4 separate regions of the Mus musculus genome follow, and all the other regions are linked to region 2. The links are chromatin contacts, called in public Hi-C and promoter capture Hi-C maps. All regions are on one chromosome and are shown on one strand. Each heading gives the region's core, a stretch centred on a gene start, on an enhancer-like site or on the middle of the called end of the contact. The rest is flanking DNA. Distances are from core to core; before and after follow the strand shown.

What was found. Promoter capture Hi-C pulls out the DNA fragments that hold promoters and counts their contacts. A called contact is a pair of places that touch in the nucleus more often than the background predicts.
Region 1: a contact with region 2 is called in a promoter capture Hi-C map of hippocampal neurons, with 7 times the contacts expected there. The contact joins the enhancer-like site here to the promoter of Diras2 in region 2. A contact is called at or near these places in 7 of 39 promoter capture datasets (the 3T3-L1 cell line, the HPC-7 cell line, cranial neural crest and 4 more), 8 of 484 Hi-C or Micro-C datasets (bone marrow-derived macrophages, brain, cerebellar granule neurons and 5 more), 7 of 115 datasets of contacts at active chromatin or transcription factors (SST interneurons, craniofacial prominence, embryonic basal ganglia and 4 more) and 4 of 9 other capture datasets (adipose tissue, embryonic stem cells, liver and 1 more).
Region 3: a contact with region 2 is called in a Hi-C map of embryonic fibroblasts, with 12 read pairs. The contact joins the enhancer-like site here to the promoter of Diras2 in region 2. A contact is called at or near these places in 12 of 39 promoter capture datasets (the 3T3-L1 cell line, 3T3-L1-derived adipocytes, the HPC-7 cell line and 7 more), 5 of 484 Hi-C or Micro-C datasets (bone marrow-derived macrophages, cerebral cortex, cortical neurons and 2 more), 12 of 115 datasets of contacts at active chromatin or transcription factors (SST interneurons, bone marrow-derived macrophages, craniofacial prominence and 9 more) and 4 of 9 other capture datasets (adipose tissue, embryonic stem cells, liver and 1 more).
Region 4: a Hi-C map of cortical neurons shows a contact between it and region 2, with 2.3 times the contacts expected there. The contact joins the enhancer-like site here to the promoter of Diras2 in region 2. A contact is called at or near these places in 10 of 39 promoter capture datasets (the 3T3-L1 cell line, 3T3-L1-derived adipocytes, cranial neural crest and 6 more), 23 of 484 Hi-C or Micro-C datasets (the AML12 cell line, the C2C12 cell line, adipose-derived mesenchymal stem cells and 15 more), 7 of 115 datasets of contacts at active chromatin or transcription factors (bone marrow-derived dendritic cells, embryonic basal ganglia, embryonic stem cells and 4 more) and 2 of 9 other capture datasets (adipose tissue and macrophages).

Annotation. Positions count from the first base shown.
Region 1 is chr13:52,327,620-52,330,319 of GRCm38.p6, forward strand. No RefSeq gene overlaps it. Among named protein-coding and RNA genes, the nearest start is that of Gm33116, 95 kb to the left of the region's middle. Within about 2 kb of position 1,357, at least 8 of the 459 cell types and tissues checked have an H3K27ac peak or open chromatin away from gene starts, as enhancers often do. A contact at or near this core is called in brain, cerebral cortex, hippocampal neurons and 1 more, where this site is marked.
Region 2 is chr13:52,529,511-52,532,210 of GRCm38.p6, forward strand. It overlaps Diras2 (DIRAS family, GTP-binding RAS-like 2), which reads right to left and starts at 1,326. Exons shown (of 2, transcript NM_001024474.2): 1 at 910-1,326.
Region 3 is chr13:52,305,814-52,308,513 of GRCm38.p6, forward strand. No RefSeq gene overlaps it. Among named protein-coding and RNA genes, the nearest start is that of Gm33116, 73 kb to the left of the region's middle. Within about 2 kb of position 1,443, at least 51 of the 459 cell types and tissues checked have an H3K27ac peak or open chromatin away from gene starts, as enhancers often do. A contact at or near this core is called in embryonic fibroblasts, where this site is marked.
Region 4 is chr13:52,360,304-52,363,003 of GRCm38.p6, forward strand. No RefSeq gene overlaps it. Among named protein-coding and RNA genes, the nearest start is that of Gm33116, 130 kb to the left of the region's middle. Within about 2 kb of position 1,323, at least 9 of the 459 cell types and tissues checked have an H3K27ac peak or open chromatin away from gene starts, as enhancers often do. A contact at or near this core is called in cortical neurons and hippocampal neurons, where this site is marked.

The sequences.
Region 1 (2,700 bases), core at 107-2,606, 200 kb before region 2:
CTGGGTACACCGAGGCTGCAGACAGCTCTGGGAGCTGAGGATAGGAGTCCAGCTGACCTAGGTCACAGACTGTGTTTCTCCCTTTCAGAATTCAGCATTTGTCCTGATCTCTGAGACACATGATTGGCAAGAAGTCAGCCCTCCTGTGGGTTTACAGCCCTTCTCTTTCTCTGGTAGCTGGGGAATAAACTCAGGGGCATACCTAATTTCAGCCCTTCCTTGTGTGTGTAGACCAGGTCGCATGGTGTAGAGCATCCCTGACCTGAACACCTGCCAGAGCCGGAAACTCCTTTTGTCCTCAGGAGCTGATGGCTCTCCCTGCAGACGCATGCACGTGGCGGCTGTCCCTTCTGACACGGCTCCTTTGGGGGCCTTGAAGCGTCCCCCTTTCCCGTCATTACACACAATGCTCCCTCTGTGATGATGTTCATTCTCCTAGCAAAGCTCCTGTCCAGGTTCTTTAGGTCATGTTCTTCATCTTCCCAAGGCCCCGTTATGCTGCTCCTGGTATGGCTCCCCATGTCTCCTGAAATCCTCTTTAGGGCATGTATGGTACAGGTATGTATTCATCTTCATGCAGGAGGGTGTGCACATGCGTGTGAGCCTCATTCTGGCTCCTCCTTTAGTTACTGAGGTGAGGTGAGGCCTCTTGCTGAGCTTAGAATCTGCCCATTCAGCTGGTGGAGCTAGCCAACTTGTTTGGGGAATCCCTGTCTCTGAAGTCTAGCATGGCGTGTGGCCACACCTGCCCAGCTTGTAGAGATCTGAACTCAGCACCTCATATTGCGTGACAAGTGCTTGACCCATTAACCCAATGATCCAGTCCCCTTCTAAATCTTATTTTTATTTATATATTTTTCTCCGAAATCTTTATTTTTCCCATCTGTTTCTAGCCTTTGAATCCTTTACTCTCTCTCTCTCTTCCTCCACCTCCTCTTGCTTTCCTTTACTTCTGAACAACCTGACTCCTACACCCTCACACAACATTTGTAGGATGAATAGAAGACAGCTCTAATTTTTAAATATGATCTACTCCTTACCGCATCTCTCAGACACAATCCTGGGGTTTAATTGCGGTCTATATGCAAATCCCGCAGCATTCTGTCCAATTTTCTGTATCATGATTCGTGCACAGACACACTTGAGGAACTGCCCAAGTCTTGTTCTACCAGGAGCCTCCCAGAGGGACATTCATCATCCCAGGCTCCACGAGGGCCTCAGGAACGGTGTCTATGGTGGCTTCCTAGAGGAAGCATCAGCGAAATGTGAGAATCCCAGGCCCCTTGTTCTGAGCTGGCTTCCCACTCACAGCCCTGTTGTACTGTTGTTGCTCCAGGCGGCTCTGAAACTGCTCTGCCTTCTTTTATTTCTGATTCGTGCTGCACTCAGCCCAGAGGACCAGTTAGTTACTGGTGCTTCCCACATCTTCGTACTTCCCCCGCAAACAGAAGAGCCCGGCTGTGGGAAGCAAAAAGAACATCAGTGCCCAGCCAGTTGAGAAACACAAAGGAGAATCTCTCTCTCTCTCTCTCTCTCTCTCTCTCTCTCTCTCTCTCCACACACACACACACACACACACACACACACACACACCTCACCTACTATGTGGACATTGCTGGTTTCTGCTCAACTAACTAGGGAAATCAGTGGAAATTGCATCTAGATTACCTCTCTTTGTAGACTATAACATATTTTTTTAACCTAAAAGGGGCAGAGGAATCTTGTGTTTCTTTCTGGGTTTTAAAGATTTACCTAAAATCTTTTTATTTATTTATTTCACACCGTTGATAAGAACTTTACCAATCAAGCTGTCTCACCATCTCTTCAGCCCTTACCACTCTTACCAGGAAAGCCTGTAAACTGTATATTTGCCATCTGAGGAGCCGTGGACTTTGGCATGTCATTGCCCAAAACACAGCTCTCACCTCAAAGAGGATAAGCAATGGTTTATTCTGGACCCAAAACTGAATTAAAATGGCCACAAAAACCTCAAGTTTAGGTTACCCCACTTCCAACATAGAAGTAGTTTCACGGAGCTTTAAAGCAATATAACAACGACAGCCAGGAATCAAGGCAATTTAAAAAAATTCACCAGTGGAGGCATTAAAGAGTCAAGTTACAGCAGGCAGAAGACTCTCAGGCCTTGGGTGCTATGGGATGGCACTCTCAGCCCTTGTGTTGGTGGAGAGTAGGTTTTTATTATGCTGACACCTTCTAAAGGTTTCTGTCTATCAGGATGTTAGGTCTGCAACAGAACTGAGCGAAGAAGACCTTTTTAGGGGCAAAGATAGCTGGAGAGAAACAGCGATTAGCCTGTGGGAGCAGCAACATCCCAAACTCTCCATAGTCAGTGAGGTTTTTATCAGCGCACGATAAAAGACAGCTTCTTTCCAGGAATTCCCACTTGCAGGCAGTACAGTGATGCTGGGGCCACAAAATGATCCAGTAATTGCAGAACACAGCTTTAGAACATTCTTACAAAGGCACTCCCCGCAGGACTCGAGGATGCCATTCTAACTATTTTCCAAGAGAGATGAAAATTTGCATCTACTCAGAAAGAAATGTATAGAAGTTTCCAGAGGCAGCATTTGTTTTTTGAAGGTTGGGAACATTAGAAATGGCTTTTGCTACTGCAGACAAGAGCCTCCAGCTCTGAGGAGATAGTTCAGCCAATAGAAGCCATACTTTGCAAGTGTGCCG
Region 2 (2,700 bases), core at 76-2,575:
TTTTTTTTCTTTTAAGCAAATCACAAAACTTCTGCTAGTATAAACTAGTATGCACGGGGGCCCGATTAAAAGCTAACAAGAACCAAAATGTGAAATGAATTCCTAAACAAGGCTGGCTGGGCACGGATTCCTCCACCCAAGTTATACTGTGTTCCACCTTTGAAGGCATGGAACAACCGAGATGTGTGGTGTCCAGTTCCAAAGATCCCCCAACCCCAAAGAATATGAACTGGGACATGGAATCGCAAAGCAGGGTGGGGAAGTCCAACCCTTGGGCAGCCAGCTGTCATTGTCCTCTGATGGAGACCCACGTTCTTCTGCCTGGACTAGATGCTGAGACTTGCCTGAGCTCCCACCGGGAGAAGAAGGGGAGTCCCGTGGATATCCCAAGCCTGGTCTTTAAAATAGGAAATGAGACATTGGGGCGGGTCCCTTTCCAGAGCGTTAAGTCTAGAGGTTGGGATCCAAACATCAGGAATCCCCTAGCCATTTCTTCTTGGCTCTGAATGTTTCTTTCTCTAGCTGTACCTCTTTAGGAGACTTTTCCTAAATCGATGGAATCTTCCGCATTCATTAGAATACCTGCAGTCAAAGAATTTCCCCAACCGCAACTCCTGTTAGGACGGGATCCCTAATCTTGGGTAAGACCCTGAGGTTTTGCCCCTTCAAAGCAATGTTAGGTGTTCAGTCTAACGTTCTCCCAACTGAGCTATGGCTTCGTCCTCGCCCTCCCCTCCTGGAAGGATGCAGGATGAGGCTGGCTGGTCCCCCTCTCCAAGTCCTGGGATACATACTGATCTTCAGCCCCAGAGAGTAATCCTGCTCCTCTGGCTCCCAGGACTGGCCAAAAGCGCCGGGCACCCGCGAGCTGTATCCAGCTCCAGCCGAGAGCCGTGGTGGCTTGCTTACCTGGGGAGAGCCGGCTCAGAGCCGCAGGTCTCCAGGCGCAGCTCCGGGACCCGCTGCGCGCAGCGCGATGCGGTGGCTGCTGAGGCGGAGTGCGCGCTGCTCCCGCCTGATGACGCTGTCAGCTGCCCTGCGCCCCGCACCGCCCTGTGCACCGCACCCCCAGTGCAATGTCCAGAGCCCTGCACCTCCAGTGCAACGCCCAATGCAACGTCCTGCCCCCTGTGCTGCCCCTCTCTGTCTGCCCCTCTCTGCCTTATGCACCCGCCCGAGCTCTCTGCACAGCCTTACAACCTCCAGCACCGCTCCCTGCACCGCCCGCACGCGCGCCTGGCCCTGTGCAGTCCTCCCACGCGGTGCTCTCTGGCTCTAGCCTCCCGGCCTCCGGCTCCACCCTCCTCAAGCTCCTGCAAGCACAGTGGTTGCTCGTTGCGGTGGCCTGCTTTTCACCGGGAGCCTTCAGCTGCCCTCTACCGAAAGCTTCTGGAATAGATGACAAGAGACTAGAATTTTCTGAAAATTAAATGAATCAAAAATCATTCCGTTGAAAGGACAGTGGATTCCTGTGTTTAAAACTATGCTCCTACCCTAGTGTACTTAATCACTGCTTACCACGCAATAAGACTTGGTCACTGGGCAAGGTTTCTGTTCCTGTAGCTGTGACAAAAACAAGCTAAGGAAAACTGGGTTTGCTCTGGCTCATAGTTCAGAGTAAAAAAGCAAAGCAGGAAAAAAAAAATCTTGAAATGGCTGATCACATCGCATCGGTAATCAGAACTTAGACGACTGTGGAAGCACGCTGCTACCGAGATCAATTTGTATAGTCCAGGATCCTGTACCCAGGAATGGTCTAGCCCACAGTCAAGACCGGCCTTTGCACAACACTTAAGTAATCAAGATAATCTCTCCTCCCACAAGCCTGAGGCCCGTCTCCAGGTGACTCTAGATTCTGTCAAGTCGACAATAGTAGTCACATGTGCTAAATCACAAGACAGCCTGTCACTTAGAGGTGCCAAGAAATTCCCTGCCTGAAAGGCAACCATACTACAAGAATTCAAGCGTTTTAACAGGACAGGGCTCTGACATCACCTCTTTGGGTAAGCTTGGGGGACCACGCTGCTCAGCAGCTTTTCATGACCATTTCAAAGAATTAACAGAGAGAGAGAGAGAGAGAGAGAGAGAGAGAGAGAGAGAGAGAGAGAGAGAGAGAGAGAGAGAGAGAGAGAGAGAATATGCTGTACTGACATTTTGTAAGCGCTGGACAGGAACATCTACCTATATCATACTTGCACTCTATGGCTGGAGGAAACTCTTTTTTTCTTTTTTTATCCTTATCTTTGTCCTTTGGTGATGTGGTAAAAGAATTACAAAATGGGGCCTGTATCTTCTAAATTAGGCTTAGCTTACAGATTCTGTAAGCTATAATATAGTCACTTTTCTGTTTGGGTAAGTTCTGGAGTCCTGTAATTTCAGAGGATATAATCCTTTGAAGTTGGTTTGCAAAGCAAATCTCTGCCCTGCTATTCACAGGAAACATGTTTGTTTGTTTGTTTGTTTGTTTTGAAATCTTACCTAAGATATGCTTTCACTATTTACAGTTAAGATAACATCTTTGTTCCTTAGTTCAGCTTGACTCTGGCCTTAGTGCTATGGCTACTAAAATAAGAAGGGAGTAGACCATTTTTAACAAGGCCATTTGAGAGTGGCCTTCACAAATGTAGCCCTACTTTGAATATGCCTGTGAGCAGGAAGTCCACATGTCCACAGTCTCTCCATTATGAAGGTCTGTGTATG
Region 3 (2,700 bases), core at 193-2,692, 220 kb before region 2:
ACATAATACATTACAATAAGACTGGGCACAAACCCTCATATCAAGGCTGAACAAGGCAACCCAGTAGGAAGAAGGGGTCTGAAGAGCAGAGGAAAGAGTCAGAGACAAGACCCATTCCCACTGTTAGTAATCCCACAAAGGGGGCCATTCTTATTTAACCACCAGTCTGTAACTCCAGTCCTATGGGGTCCAACATCCTCTTCTGGCATCAGGCATGGAAATGGTTCATGGAGATACCTACTGAAAAAAAAAAAAAACATATACACAAAATATAAATAAGTAAGCCTTGAAAAAGACACTTGCCCATCACAAAGTTAAAATAGCATAGATGCTGCCCTCTGCTTGATCTTAGGATTCATGGGTACATCTGAATGGTAGTTGGCACACTACTTTCATAGTAAACAAGTGGTTTGCAGATAGTTCAAGTCGATTCTTATGTTTAATATCCTGTCTGTCCGTAGTTTTGATGTTAGTTTCAACATAAATAGTTGACAGAGTCCTGCTTCTTCTAAACTGGAGCTGTTTCTTGTTTCCCTATATCCTGTTCATGTTTGACTTGCTCTTTAAAAAGAAAAAACTAAGCCAAAATAAAACAAAGAAACAAACAAACAACCCCTCCCAAGGTTTATATAGCCACGGACCTTTCATTTCTGATCTCCCTGCCCCCACCTCTTGAGTGCTAGGATTCTAAGTGTGCATCACCACTCCCAATTTATTCAGTACTGGGGAGTGAACCCCGGGTTTCCTATATGTTTAGTAAGTATCCTACCAACTGAGCCACATCCCCAGCCCCTATTCTCTCCAGCAGTGAGGCTGTCCAGGCTCTGCTCTGTGCTCTCAGACACACTTGCACAATTGTGCTGTCCTCAGGGCCCTGAGAGATGCAGGCTGTACCATCGAGTGTCTCCCTGCATTCCACAGGACAATGTAGAATCACACACAGTAGGGCAGGTGAGCTGCACATATCCACGAGCTCCCTGCCAGATGAGGCAGATCGTGAGACAGCGAGGAAAGGCTCTGTGTTCTGGAATTGATGCTTCCCTGACCTCAGAGGTCAACACAACCTGCAGGCATCTAGGACATGCTGCAAAGCCACTAGTGTTGAACAACTTGTCAACTCCAGGCTGTAGGGAGTGCAGCTGAGGAAATCAAGTACAAACCTCAGAAGTGGCCAAGTTCCCTTTCGGATGGAGAGCGTTGTACCCAGAACCCTCATTAGGAAACCCCCCCTCCTCCTTTCTCACCCTCCAGTGATCGCCGCAGACTTTGATCAGCTACAGGATTTTGAAAAGTAGACTTCAAAAATTTAATAAATTGGACCTGGTAGATAATAAAAGAAAATCAAAACATAGCTGTGTTCTGGCAAGTCCCGGACAGCCTGGCTCATGCGTGGGCTGCATGACTCAGTGCTTATCAAAAGTTACAGCTCAGGATGGAAGTATTCTGACAGGGAGAGCAGGAGAGGAAGACTGGGCAGAGAAAGTGCCTTGGAATTGCATGTGTAAAGCACACAGTCTCAGCAGAGACTTACTCCTACATAGTACTACTGAGAATAAAGGCAGGCTCAGACAAGAAATGTCTCCTTTCTCTGTCTCTCTGTGTGTCTTTGTCTCTCTGTGTCTCTCTGTGTCTCTTTCTGTCTCTATGTCTCTGTCTTTGTTTCTGTCTCTTTCTGTCTCTGTGTGTGTGTCTGTCTCTCTCTCTCTGTTTGTCTGTCTCTCTTTGTCTATGTCTCTGTCTCTGTCTCTCTCCCCCTGAAACAAACAAAATGGCTAGCAACTGGTAGAAATGGGTAAAAAAAAATTCATTTTTCTTTGATTTTGTTCCCTCCAGGGGTAGAGAAAAGCAATTTAAACTCCCACAAGGGGCCGGAGGCTCCCTATTCTATGCATTTAAAAATAATATCTAAAGGCTGCTGATCTTTTCTTCCCATAAGTGCTGCTTGAAAATTATAGACCAGCTAATTACTGTCTCCAGGCTCAGGTCCTGATATGACAGATGGTGATGGCCCATGCAGAAAGGGTTCAGAGCCCAGCTCCCAGCATTCTTCTGTTCTTGGGGTAGTCATTTGTAGTGATCAGAAGTCTAGAAAGGCTGTTGATCTATCCAGACTTCAGCTTCCTCCTGTGTGAAGTGGATTAAAATACAGCCCCTTCACTGGCCACTCTGAATACGACATTTGGTCACTCCTGGACGGGTGAGTGTAAACAAGGGTGCTGTCCAACCATCTAACTGGAACACTCCCTGGGTAGAAAGATATGTTTTATTGGGGGGATTTTAAACTGCCCTCGCTTTCTCTCTCAGGGGCAGAGAGAATAGCAAACTGTCAGGAAAGCCTCACCAATCTTTAAAGACGAAGGTTGTGATGAGAGTGATGAAGCCTGCAGACTGGAAAAGCCTGGAAGGTAGACTAGTGAGAGCAGGTTTGCTGGTCAGAAGAGCTAGTGTGGGGACTTGGTGTGCATTGCAGGTATATGTTAATAGGAAGCTGGTGCCCATTGCCGGAGGGAATCTATTGTAGGGCCGAATAAGGGAAGCGACGGCTCATCCTGACCAAGAGAGACTGACTTCACACGTTCCCGAGGAATGCCGAGTTTAGACTTTTATTTATCCCTAGCAATCCATCTGGATTTATCTGGCCAGAGTTTCAGCTTGCACTGAGCCCCGGCTCTCATTCTAGGGGTTGGGGGCTCCACTTGA
Region 4 (2,700 bases), core at 73-2,572, 170 kb before region 2:
CCTGCAAGCATCTCTCCAAAACCATTGATTTACCAAGCTGGAATTGGATGGAATTGTTTCTGTGGTCTGTCTCTATCTGTGTTGAGAGGGAGAAGCCACAGATATCCCCTTTTCTGGGTCCACAGATATCCCCTTTTCTTGGTCCACAGATATCCCCCTTTCTGAGTCCACAATATCCAGAACCCTTTTCATGCATGCCTCAACTGGAGACGAGTCCTTCTTTCATCGGAAGGATTCATGTGCTAGAGAAGAAGTCTAGCAGTAAGGGAAAGCTCTTACAGGTCCTGCTGATTTTCTGGTAAGAGCCATTCGTCTTTAAAACCCTAAAAGGCACTGAAGCCATGTGACTTTTTCTTTCCCCTGTGAGATACTGAGCCCACCTCTGGCCTGCTGGGGTCTCTGCTTCCTCATGCACAAACATGATTGCGCACACCTCAGAGAAGAGGCCGGAAGACTAAAGGATTCACTGTGAGCAAGACTTCCTGGGAGAAGCTGAACAGGCTAAAGGACCGATTGAAATTTAAATGATTTTGAGAGGTTGGGATGTTGCAGGTCCAAACCCTAATTATAATTTATCTTGTACAGTCTTTGGCCCACTAAAAGGCCATTCTTACTCTTCCTCTGTGTCAGACCTACCATCCTGCTACTAGCCCAACTTAACGTTCTAGTTACTATCCTAGGGTGTAGTAACTTATCAAAATCCTAGTTTCCCACCAATCAAGGGGCTAACCATGCCATCAGACAACACTGAAGGCCCATAGCAAAGTTCCACCTTCTTGCTGTCACTCAGTGTTCCGCCAATGTATTTTTTAAACATTGATTTATAACTTTCTTTTTCTGTTACTGTAAAAAAAAAAAAATTCCATGAAACTGATTGTGTTTCACAACATTGTATTTGGGGTATCATGTTCCTGGGTCATGATTAATTATATTTTGCCCCAGTATAAGCCATGTCTTTTATTTCTTTGAGATGAAAGGTATGTTTTTGGATGGCATTACACAGGCTGAAAGATTCCTCATGGCAGAGAGGGAGAGAGAATATAGGCAGTCCTTCGGAATTCCCATGGTAACTAGCTCCACTCAAGCTGCACTGAGGCACGTGATTTCTGAAATCCAGAAGCCAGGAAATGATTTTAGTCACAACTGAACAAACAATAAGAACATGTAAAAAATATATGTAATCTACCGAGTCTTAGATTCAATGTAAATTCGAGTCTCCAAGCCTCTCCCTGTCTATGATTAAAGACCCAGATTGTGCTGTTTGTGGTCATGTGGCTAGGTAAACACTGTGTGTGCATTGCAGGAATGTGCTCATGTGTGTGTGTGTGTGTGACTATGTATATAACTGTGAGGGCATTTGCATAAGTGTATAGTGTGTGACTATGTGCTCATGAGTATATGTGTTGTTGGCTCTCTGCCTTTCTCCTTCTCCTTCTTAATTAAATATCACATAGAGAAACAGCAAAGCTGTCACACCCATCAGGAGAAGAGAAACTTTGTCACAGACAGAAATAGTAATTCTATGACAAACAGAATACTTTCTGTAAAATCAGAAAAAAAAAACCAATGTTAAACAAGAGTGTTTTTAAAAATTGTCAATTCTAGCTTCTTAGTGTAGAATCCATAGGGTGCTAAACAAAACAGGAAGCCAGGCCTGGTGGTATACAACTGTAATCCCAGCACTGAAGGTGTAGTGACAGAGGATCCCCTGACTCTGGCCAGCCTACCTAAACCAGCAAGCTGTAAAATGCAGTTATAAATGGCTTCAGTCTCTCTGATCCTCCTGTAGTGAGAATTAGTAACTCCATATACGTGTCCATATATGACAGGATTCTCCACAGGGCACAGCCCAGAGCCACTCAGGAGACATTGTGCGGCCACCATGATGTGCACATGCCCACATTCGAGTAGAGCTAAGCATGAGAGTCCTGGCCTTGGCACAAGACCCCAGGCACTGTTGAGAAGCAATGAGGATAACCCTGCTGTCCTCTGAGAGTGATGGCTGAGCTTGTTTCCATAGCTGGGGCCTCAGAGAGTTTGAGATCCTGGGAAGGGCTGGCCCCTGGCTGAGGGGATCAGCTAGACCCACACTCTTTACTTCACACCCCAAATTGGGTTTAGTGCTCCCCGTCAGCTGAGCTCTTAAGGTCTCTTCAGTAGACCTCTCGTGTGGCTGGCTGGGGATGTCAGGCTAGCTTTTCCTATAACATGGCTAATGGCTTTGGTTAAGGCCTACCGCAGTAGCTTAAGATTTATGCTTCGTTTTTATGCATCTGTTGTTTAAAGCAGGTCATGAGGTGAGAAGATGTGCCACTCAGAAACCTCCAGGTGACGATTGGTTCCATATCTGTGAAAGGACAAAGTCACTTTCTCCGTGTCTCAGGATCCTCCCTGGTCCTTGCCTAGAAATAGCCCTTGCCTCCTTCCAGATTGTTCTTTATTTCTCTGTTAGATGACAATTGTGTGCCAGGTAGGAACCCTACCATGCCCAGTGCCTTGGCAGGGCATAGGTAGACTCAGCAGCTTGAAGCAGCTTGCTCCCTGTCTAAACTGTTACTTCCACCCTTGCTTCTTCCTTCCAGTCTCTTCCTGTCTTTTATGCATGGGAGGGAGACAGGCATGTGAGCACCTTCTGTGTCACATGATCACATGATCGAAACACCAAATGATAAGTTACACTCATTCTTCTGATCACAAGTG